Regions from separate parts of the Pan troglodytes genome. Here region 2 is linked to region 1. A link is a contact called in public Hi-C data. All regions are on one chromosome and are shown on one strand. The core of a region is the stretch at or near the end of the contact, and the rest is flanking DNA. Distances in the headings are between cores, read along the strand shown.

Region 1 (4,142 bases), core at 514-3,013:
AGTAGCTGGGATTACAGGCGCCCGCCACCACACCTGGCTATTTTTTTTGTATTTTTAGTAGAGACGGGGTTTCACCATGTTGGCCAGGCTAGTCTCGAACTCCTGACCTCAAGTGATCTGCCCGCCTTGGCCTCCCAAAGTGCTGGGATTACAGGAGTGAGCCACTGCACCCGCCCTCATTTTTAAATTTTTTTTTAAAAAAGGTAAAATTGGCCTCTTAGCTAAGTGATTATTTCTCTTGCAGTGTGAAAGGACAAGAAAGCTCTTCTGGCACAGGACTTAGCTGCTGCTGACCTCCTTTATGTTATCAGTGGACAAAAAGGCTGGTTAAAACCTGCTTTGATGCCAGGCGTGGTGGCTCATGCCTATAATCCCAGCACTTTGGGAGGCTGAGGCAGGCAGATCACTTGAGGTCAGGAGTTTGAGGCCAGCTTGGCCAACATGGTGAAACCCCATCTCTACTAAACATACAAAAATTAGCCAGACATGGTGGTGGGTGCCTGTAATCCCAGCTACTTAGGAGGCTGAGAGAGGAGAATTGCTTGAACCTGGGAGGCGGAAATTGCAGTGAGCCAAGATGGCTCCACTGCACTCCATCCTGGGTGACACAGCAAGACTCCATCTCAAAAAAACAAAAAACAAAATACCACCAAAAAAACAAAACCAAAACCAAAAACCAAAAACAAACAAACAAAAAAACCTGATTTCATATAGTTTCCTGGTGATTTTTTGTTTTGTTTACTGCTGAGATTTAAAATGGTTGCTTACCTTAAGAGAAAGAGAGTATGCTTGTAAAATTTAAGTGCAGGACCAAAGCATGGAGCAGGACCAAGGGAGCAGAGGGTGAGCACGCAGGAGACCACAGCTACTCTCTGCTGTGTTATAGGAGAGGGTAGAGCCAGCTGGCAGACAGCAGACTGGAAGCCAGCAGTTAGAAGCAGCAGCTGTGGGTGACCTCAGCTGGGAGAAATGAGAAGGATCCCTTGAGTGGAGAGATGTGACGACAATGCTCATAAAACCATTGTTGCTTTTACTGAAAGAGCAGAGGTCAGATGTCTTCAGACATTAGAGGACAGACAAGTCAGGTGAGCTGCTTAAAAATTCAAATTCCTTGTCCTATTTGAGTCTTGGGGCCCGAAAATCTTTATGTTAAACCATCAACACAGATGACTCTGATCCAGCTCTTCCAGGAACCACACTTTAAAAATCCCTGGACTAAGATGCAGCATCTGTGAAAATAAAACACAAAGATCTATGACAATTTTGCAGGTGATAGGGCTACATATTTCTACCTAGGGATATGCCTTTGTTTAACCCTTTTTAAAAGTCTCACCTACTCATGATATTAAATTACTTCAGGGTTATTTAATTAAGTAAGACACTTCCATTTTCCGATATTCTGACTTCTTGTCAGACAGTGTGTCCCCATTTGGAGTGTTCTAAATATAATCCTCATTTTAGAAGAAATTACGCTCTTTGCTGTTACAGCAGTTGTTTATATTTGTTGCTGTTTCATTCTTTAAAAATAAAACCATATGGAGATACATGCACAGTTCCTGCTTCTCTCAGTTACCTACCCAGAAATAAAATAATTCTAGCTATAATTGAGTCTAAGCTATGCCAAGCCTGTCTGGTATCCACTGTTTGAAATGTCTGCACAGAGCCTTGAAGGAATTCATTGTTCTTCAAAGTGCCAGCTGTACATACTGCCATTTCCTGCATGGCTTCTGCCACTCAGGAATGCTGCACCCTGGTGGTTCTTTAGTGGTGTCTTTTTTCTCCATTGCTTCATTGTGGGACCCACAGTGTCTGTCTGAAGATACTGCACCACAGCTCAAGAGCACCATCTTGGGATGCACATTTTTGCAACAGATAGAGGATTTGAGTGGCATAGAATTCCATAACTGCTAGAGGCAAGTGCAGTAAACCTAGAACAAAAAAATTAAAAGAAAGAAAGAAAAGGGGCGATGGGGCAGTTACTTTAACCATGTGCATTAGCTTGGCAATACCTCTTAGAATTTTTCTTGGTAGGAGATGCAGACTTTATCCAAGAAAGACAGTGCTACTGCCTTCCACAAAATTTATATTTTGCTATTTTTGTCTGCAGGTCAAGGTCACAGTCAGCTTTGAAAGAATCAGCTATAAATCTAATAAGGGCAAAGAAACTTAGAGGGCTTTATGGAAAAGTAAGTTCTTTTCAGATAGCCTGCAAAAATGTGCTGGCTTTAAATCACCAATTACATTGTAATATTTGAGATATGCAAGAAAATCATTGAACTTTGGGACCATTTTCAGAAAAACAAAAATATAAAAGTACTTTTATTTTCAAATCTCTAAAGTGAATCATCAGTAAATTATCACATAATCTAAAGGTTTGACAAACTGAGTCATTGCACCTTGGATATATGTGTTAGAAATTCTGTGATAGAGTCTCATTTGGCCTTTGGTGTTTCCAGGCTAGGGTTTTCAGCACTGATGTCTTATGCTGGATCTCCCTCAGCTGCCCACACACCCCATGGAAATGGGACAGATGATGCAGTTGGTGTATGGGGGAAAGAAAAGTGAGACTAATAAGAGGGACCAGACTGGGAAAGAATTCATGTTTTTCCTCATGGTAATTAGAGAGCTTGATGTATACGCAAATTCATATACATTTCTTTAGGTTGCCATAGACACTGATGCCAATATTCCCTTTCATCCTCAAATTCTCTCCCTGAGCACAGGCAGGCTATATAACAATGTCAATGCCAATCTGTGTGTGGAACACCAACTAGGAAAAAAAGTTGGATGGCATTAATTTCACATGTGAAGTGGTCTGAACAATGCAACTAGGAGTTAAGAAAATGCCAATAACAGCCAGGCGCGGTGGCTCACACTCAGTAGTTTGGGAGGCCAAGATGGATGGATCGGCTGACGTCAGCAGTTCGAGACCAGCCTGGCCAACATGGTGAAACCCCATCTCTACTACAAATACAAAAATTAGCCAGGTGTGGCACACATCTGTAATCCCAGCTACTTGGGAGGCTGAGGCAAGAGAATCGCTTGAGCCTGGGAGGCTGAAGTTGCAGTGAGCCAAGATCGTGCCACTGCACTCCAGCATGGGCGACAGAGCAAGACACCATCTCAAAAAAAAAAAAAAAAAAAGAAAATGCCAGTACCATCTCTCAGCCTCCATGGTGTCTAGGCTGTTGTGGAAGAATGAGCAGCCTCTCTTCCAGAAGCTTGAGGGGAACTGAACTCCTGGGGGACAGGCAGGAGATTAAATTTAAGGCAAGAAGTTTGAGGATGTAAGGAAATTAATTAGATATCAGTTAGGGTAATGCTAGACAAATGTTAACGAATATGCCCTCACATTTCAGTGGTTGTCGTCACCCCAGGTTAAGAGTCCATTGCAGGTGTTCTTCGTTGGCTGCAGCTTTTCTCCATGGAGTAGTTCAGACATCCAAGCTCCTTCCATCTTGTGGCTCTGTCTTCCCCTAAAGCTACAGACTCCTTCCTATTCAGATAGGGGAAGAGAGTAGAGAAAACAATCATGCTTTTAAAAAACCCCATCTGGGAGGTGACATAAATCTCTTTCTCATTTCATTGATGAAAACTAGTCACATGTTATAATCTGGATGCAGGAAGGGCTGGAAGATGCGGTTCCTGGCTGGGCAGCCAAATTCAACTGACATCTCTACACTGTGAAAGGGGATGCTGAATTTTAAGGGACAGCTAGCCATCTCTGCCATGTAAAGTTTTGATAAGGCATAATGGACAGGACTAAGAAGGAAACCAGCTGAAGAAACGGAACATTACGGGAACTGGACAAGACAGTTAACTAAAAGGAATTGCATTTGTCTGGTTTCCTGGCATAACAAAGATGAGATGGATGATTGAATTAATTATCTTTGAAATTTGGGGGTAAGGTAGTCTAAGAATTCAGGCATGATGAGATTAGGAGGCTTTGCTCAGTGTTCAAATCGGATATAATCAAGAACCAGGCCAAGCATGGTGACTCACACCTGTAATCCCAGCACTTTGGGAGCCTGAGGTGGATGGATCACCTGAGGGCAGGAGTTCGAGACCAGCCTGGCCAACATGGCAAAACCCCATCCCTACTAAAAACACAAAAATTAGCTGGGCGTGGCGGTGTGTATCTG
Region 2 (4,142 bases), core at 1,201-3,700, 350 kb before region 1:
GGTGTACCATTATGTCTGGTGTTTAGTTGTATTTGTTTAATTTACCACAATACCAAAATGTTTCTTAAAATGTTAGGCCACACCCACCCACCTCCACACTTCACCTAGCAGAAAATCCAGGTCATCTGTAGAAGTTGAAAAGCAACACAAAAAAGCTCATGCACGTTCATCTAATCCTCCAACCCTGGGCAAGGTAAAAGCTCTTTCCAGAGCATTGCATCCCAGTTTTTGGAACCGTACCTGCTCCCAACCCCAGGTGTGACCCTGTAGCAGGTAGGCAAAATTACTGTGACAATCTCACAATCCATCAGCTACAGAGCAAAGGATCCTCTGAGGAGAAGTTAGGATTGCTGAGAAAGCACAGGCTGCTGAGCATTCCTCTCCTGCCAAACATAAACCTGATGCAAGACAGAATTATGAGAAACCAGATTCAGCTCACCCATCCTCCTTCTCAGTCATCTTCCAGGTACAAAAGAAAGACTGAATACCAATCAAGAGATAATATAAATAAACCTTTTAAATAAAGTTTACTAATTGAAAGGACTAATAGATGGAGTGATGCATTCTTCAAAATCTATTGTCATGCTTTTGTGGACTTTATTGCTTATCAGCATTTTTCCCCTCAAGAAAAAAAAACAGAACAGCAACATTTGTTCAGAAAAAAAAACAAACCATGTTTCTTCCTTTCTTATTACTTTTATTGTTTGAGGTTTCTTTTAGACTATAATGTGGCATTGTGATTTTAAGATGGGAAAAAAAAATCTCTTGTCTTTCAAACATAGGAATGTGATTGTATGCTATTGTTGCCAATAATGAGCTAAAGAGGTTAATGGATCACATATCTGGCAAACAGCCATCTTTCCTCCTGCTCAATATATTACACAGTATACATTTTATTGTTGCTGCTGAGCATATGATTTTGTCTGAGTAGTTGGTAAATAAGTTTAGACTTAACTGGTCTCTTTCTAAAACTCAACAGCTTTGTCATTCAGGCTATATCCTGAGATTTAAAAAGTGCAGTTTCGGTTCTTAGCTCATGACCTTTTGAGGTGATGGTAAGAGTGGTGGGAGGAAGGAGGTGGGGCGGGCTGTTGAATGAGAATCTAGAAATATTGTGCCTTGTAAATTGCATCCGACCTTTCATTTTCAGATTGCCTAAATTAACAGAGTGAAATTACCATAATAAAAAGGAATGGGTACTGGAGAAAGTACAGCAATTCTTTCTAGTGTTGTTTCCCAGATTCCTTCCAAAATACCTCTAATTAAATGGACCAACTCTCTCCACTGACCTCAGGTTGACACAAATTTGCATTCTGCGACTGTCATTTGAAAACAGACAAGCCGTCATAAGCAATAATGCTGTGATTTCTTGCCTAAAGGACTTTTCTGTGTACTGCATTTGTACTATGAAATGTAAGCAAGAGACTTAATGCCTCTACAGATAAAAAGGGAGGAAAGATTTTCATTTTTAGGGAACCCCAGAGGGAAAAAGTTTATCAATAAGAAATACAATGTTCTGGATAATTTTGGTTGGGTAGGAATGTATGTTGAGGGAGGGGACTAGAGTTGGGAGAGAGGAAGCAACACATCAGTCTCCTTGGAGCAGTAGAGTCCTTTCAGTCCGGTAAAGAGCACAGTAAGTAGCAGGTAGAATCAGCTCCTGGCCTCTTGTTTTGCTGGGGGCAAAGGGTTGGAGGAACACAGACTAAATTGGGAAGGCTAGTGTGCCTCTCGGCTTTTGGACTTGGGACCTGAAAGAAGGCTGAGTCCTGAGCTCCGCTTCCCAGCTAGGCGGTGATCGCCCCCTGTGACTCCGGATGCACACAGCAGCCCCAAGCACGCCGCGGCCGCCGCCCGACCCTTCACCGCCTCCGGCTCTCCCGCCTGACACTCTGGAGCCACACACACCAGCTTCCTGGACGCCTGTGTGCCCCAAGCTCTGGGTCTAGGCATCCCCCTCACCCCAGAGAGACCGGTCTCAGCGCCTCAGCAATTGGGTCCCTCCGACCTCTGTGTCCCCGAGTTCTGCCACCCTGGTCACCTCCGCAGGTTCCCCAAGCTGCGACCTCAGTCCAACTGGGAGCCCTGCGCGCCCACCCGGCCCCCCCACTGCGCTGCTCGCCCGCGGTTCTAGCGCCTGGGTGGGACGCGCAGTGGCTCAGCAGCGGGACCTCCGCCTCCGGGTAAATCCTCCTCCTCCCCTTTCTCCGCCTAAGGCCCTGCCCTCCCCCTGCAGCAAGCCGCTCCGGTGCGTGCGCCCGTCTCTCCGCCAAAGACACCTGCGCTTCCTTCCACACCCTCCTCCTCCTCCCTTTCGCTGCGGTTTCTCCGCTGCCTTTGGGAGCTCGGGAGCGGCAGCTGGAGGAGGAGCAGGGGGAGGAGGGGAAGGCGAGGAGGAGTAGGGGCGGGGTGGGTGGGGAGAGAGCCGGGAGGGTGTGGACTGGCAGCCACTCTGCAGCTGGTAGCCAGGGACCCGGTCCCTCCTGCGCGCCCAAGTGATGGAGGGGAAGAGATTCGCTTAGACACACACACGCGCACACAGCTGGGCACGTCTCCGGGAGGCAGCTGCCGGCTCGGGCACTCTGGGGGCCGGGCGGCGGCCGTGACAGCGCCAGCCGCGGGGAGCGGGGCGCCTGCACAGCTTGGCACCGGAGGCTCGAGGACGCAGGAAGGGAAGATCCCAGTCACACTGAGTGTTGCTCTTTTGGGCGGATTGGGAGGGAGCGGGCTGCCCGAGGAGCTGTCACCGAGGACGCCCGAAGTCTCGCCCTCTGCGCGCAGGGTCCGGGGCTGCGCCGGTGCCCTCGTGGGGCAAGGAGGATGCGCACCTCCCCCCGCAGAGCGGCTGCGGTCTCCGGCACTGCGCGGACTCCGGCTCCTGCGGCCGCCCGTGCCGTGCCCGCGCCACGGGAGCGCGCCCTGCCGCACCTGGTTCCAGCCTCTCGGGGAAGTGCAGGAAACGCGCCCTAAACTCCACTACTTCTCGCCCGCCTGCCCCCCCGCCCGGCTCCCCGCCTCAGACCTCGCCGCCGCCGCCGCCGCCGCCGCCTGCGTGTGGGGCCCGCCCGCGTCTTACTCACACGCGCCACGCACAGCCCTGTTGGTTTGCTCTCATTCACGCCGACTCGCTCTCCGCCGAGCCTAGCCCGGGCATCCGAAACTACTGGACCAACTGCCGTCCGGACCGCAGCAGCGGCCGGGTGACCCCACGCGACCCGCCGCCGACCCCGCGCCCTGAGGCTCCCGCCTGCGCCGCCACCGCCGGGGACCATGGTGAGCAAGGCGCGCTGCCCGCCTCGCGCGGGGGAGGGGCTTTGAGACCTCTAGATTTGGGGGGAAATGAGAAGGGGCAAATCGCCAAAGGGAAGCATCCGGGTGATGCCAGCAAAAAAGCACTTTGTGGGGTTCGGTTCTCCTGGGCGCTGCCTGGGGAAGACTTTTGAGAGGTTTGCTTAGGACCAGAGGTTAAACTAGTGCGAGATGAGAAACGGCGGGGGCAATTCCTGGGGTAAAATTAGACAGAAGGTGTCAGTCAGCCTGCCTGTCTGTTTCTCTCTCAGACTCTCCCAGAGCGCTGGGTAGCGCTCTCTTTGAGGGAGAAAGGGAACACGCGTTTACTGCGCTCGCCAGAGTTTAGGGGTTCGCGTTCGGTCACTTCTGGGGTGGCTGTGGAGCTGTTTGGAGCGCGAGGGCAGCTTTGGGACAGTGGGGGCCTGCGAGGCCCCAGCAGAGGACAGGCAGAGGGCAGGCAAAGAACAGGCAAAGGCTAAGTTAACATGTGGGTGGGGTGTTTTCTCTTCCCAGCTGGCCCCTCCCACACCCCTCACAGCCCCACTTTATGCATCTCTTCCCACCCAACACACACACGCGCGCGGGCGCGCGCGCGGGATGGATGCAGTCGAGGGGTGGTCATACTGTTACTACTAACAAGTCTGAGAGGTCGCTGTCGCTACTCACTGGAGCGCTGAGACTCCTGCTCCTGTTACTTGGGCGACCACCTTGGTTTAGGGCAACCTGCAAGGAGCGTCCAGCTTAAGGTGGATGTCTTTACCTGGAGGTTCCAAGCGCCCAGCAAACAAACAACTCCGGAGTCACTTCACCTTGGTGGGTTTCCTCTACTCTTCCGCTTCCCTACTTCAGTG

Evidence for each region. Hi-C and Micro-C count contacts between places; a contact is called where the count stands out from the background.
Region 2: a contact with region 1 is called in a Hi-C map of stem cell-derived neural progenitor cells, with 5 times the contacts expected there. The contact joins the promoter of HS3ST5 here to the enhancer-like site in region 1. A contact is called at or near these places in 1 of 7 Hi-C or Micro-C datasets (stem cell-derived neural progenitor cells) and 1 of 1 datasets of contacts at active chromatin or transcription factors (stem cell-derived excitatory neurons).

The regions. Positions count from the first base shown.
Region 1 is chr5:125,891,777-125,895,918 of NHGRI_mPanTro3-v2.0_pri, reverse strand. LOC134810357 (a long non-coding RNA gene) reads right to left here. Exons shown (of 5, transcript XR_010158149.1): 3 at 3,353-3,496; 4 at 769-1,229. Among named protein-coding and RNA genes, the nearest start is that of HDAC2, 23 kb to the right of the region's middle. Within about 2 kb of position 1,763, at least 9 of the 24 cell types and tissues checked have an H3K27ac peak or open chromatin away from gene starts, as enhancers often do. A contact at or near this core is called in stem cell-derived neural progenitor cells, where this site is marked.
Region 2 is chr5:126,239,483-126,243,624 of NHGRI_mPanTro3-v2.0_pri, reverse strand. It overlaps HS3ST5 (heparan sulfate-glucosamine 3-sulfotransferase 5), which reads left to right and starts at 2,450. Exons shown (of 5, transcript XM_054686194.2): 1 at 2,450-4,104. LOC134810358 (a long non-coding RNA gene) reads right to left here and starts at 3,166. Exons shown (of 3, transcript XR_010158150.1): 1 at 3,081-3,166.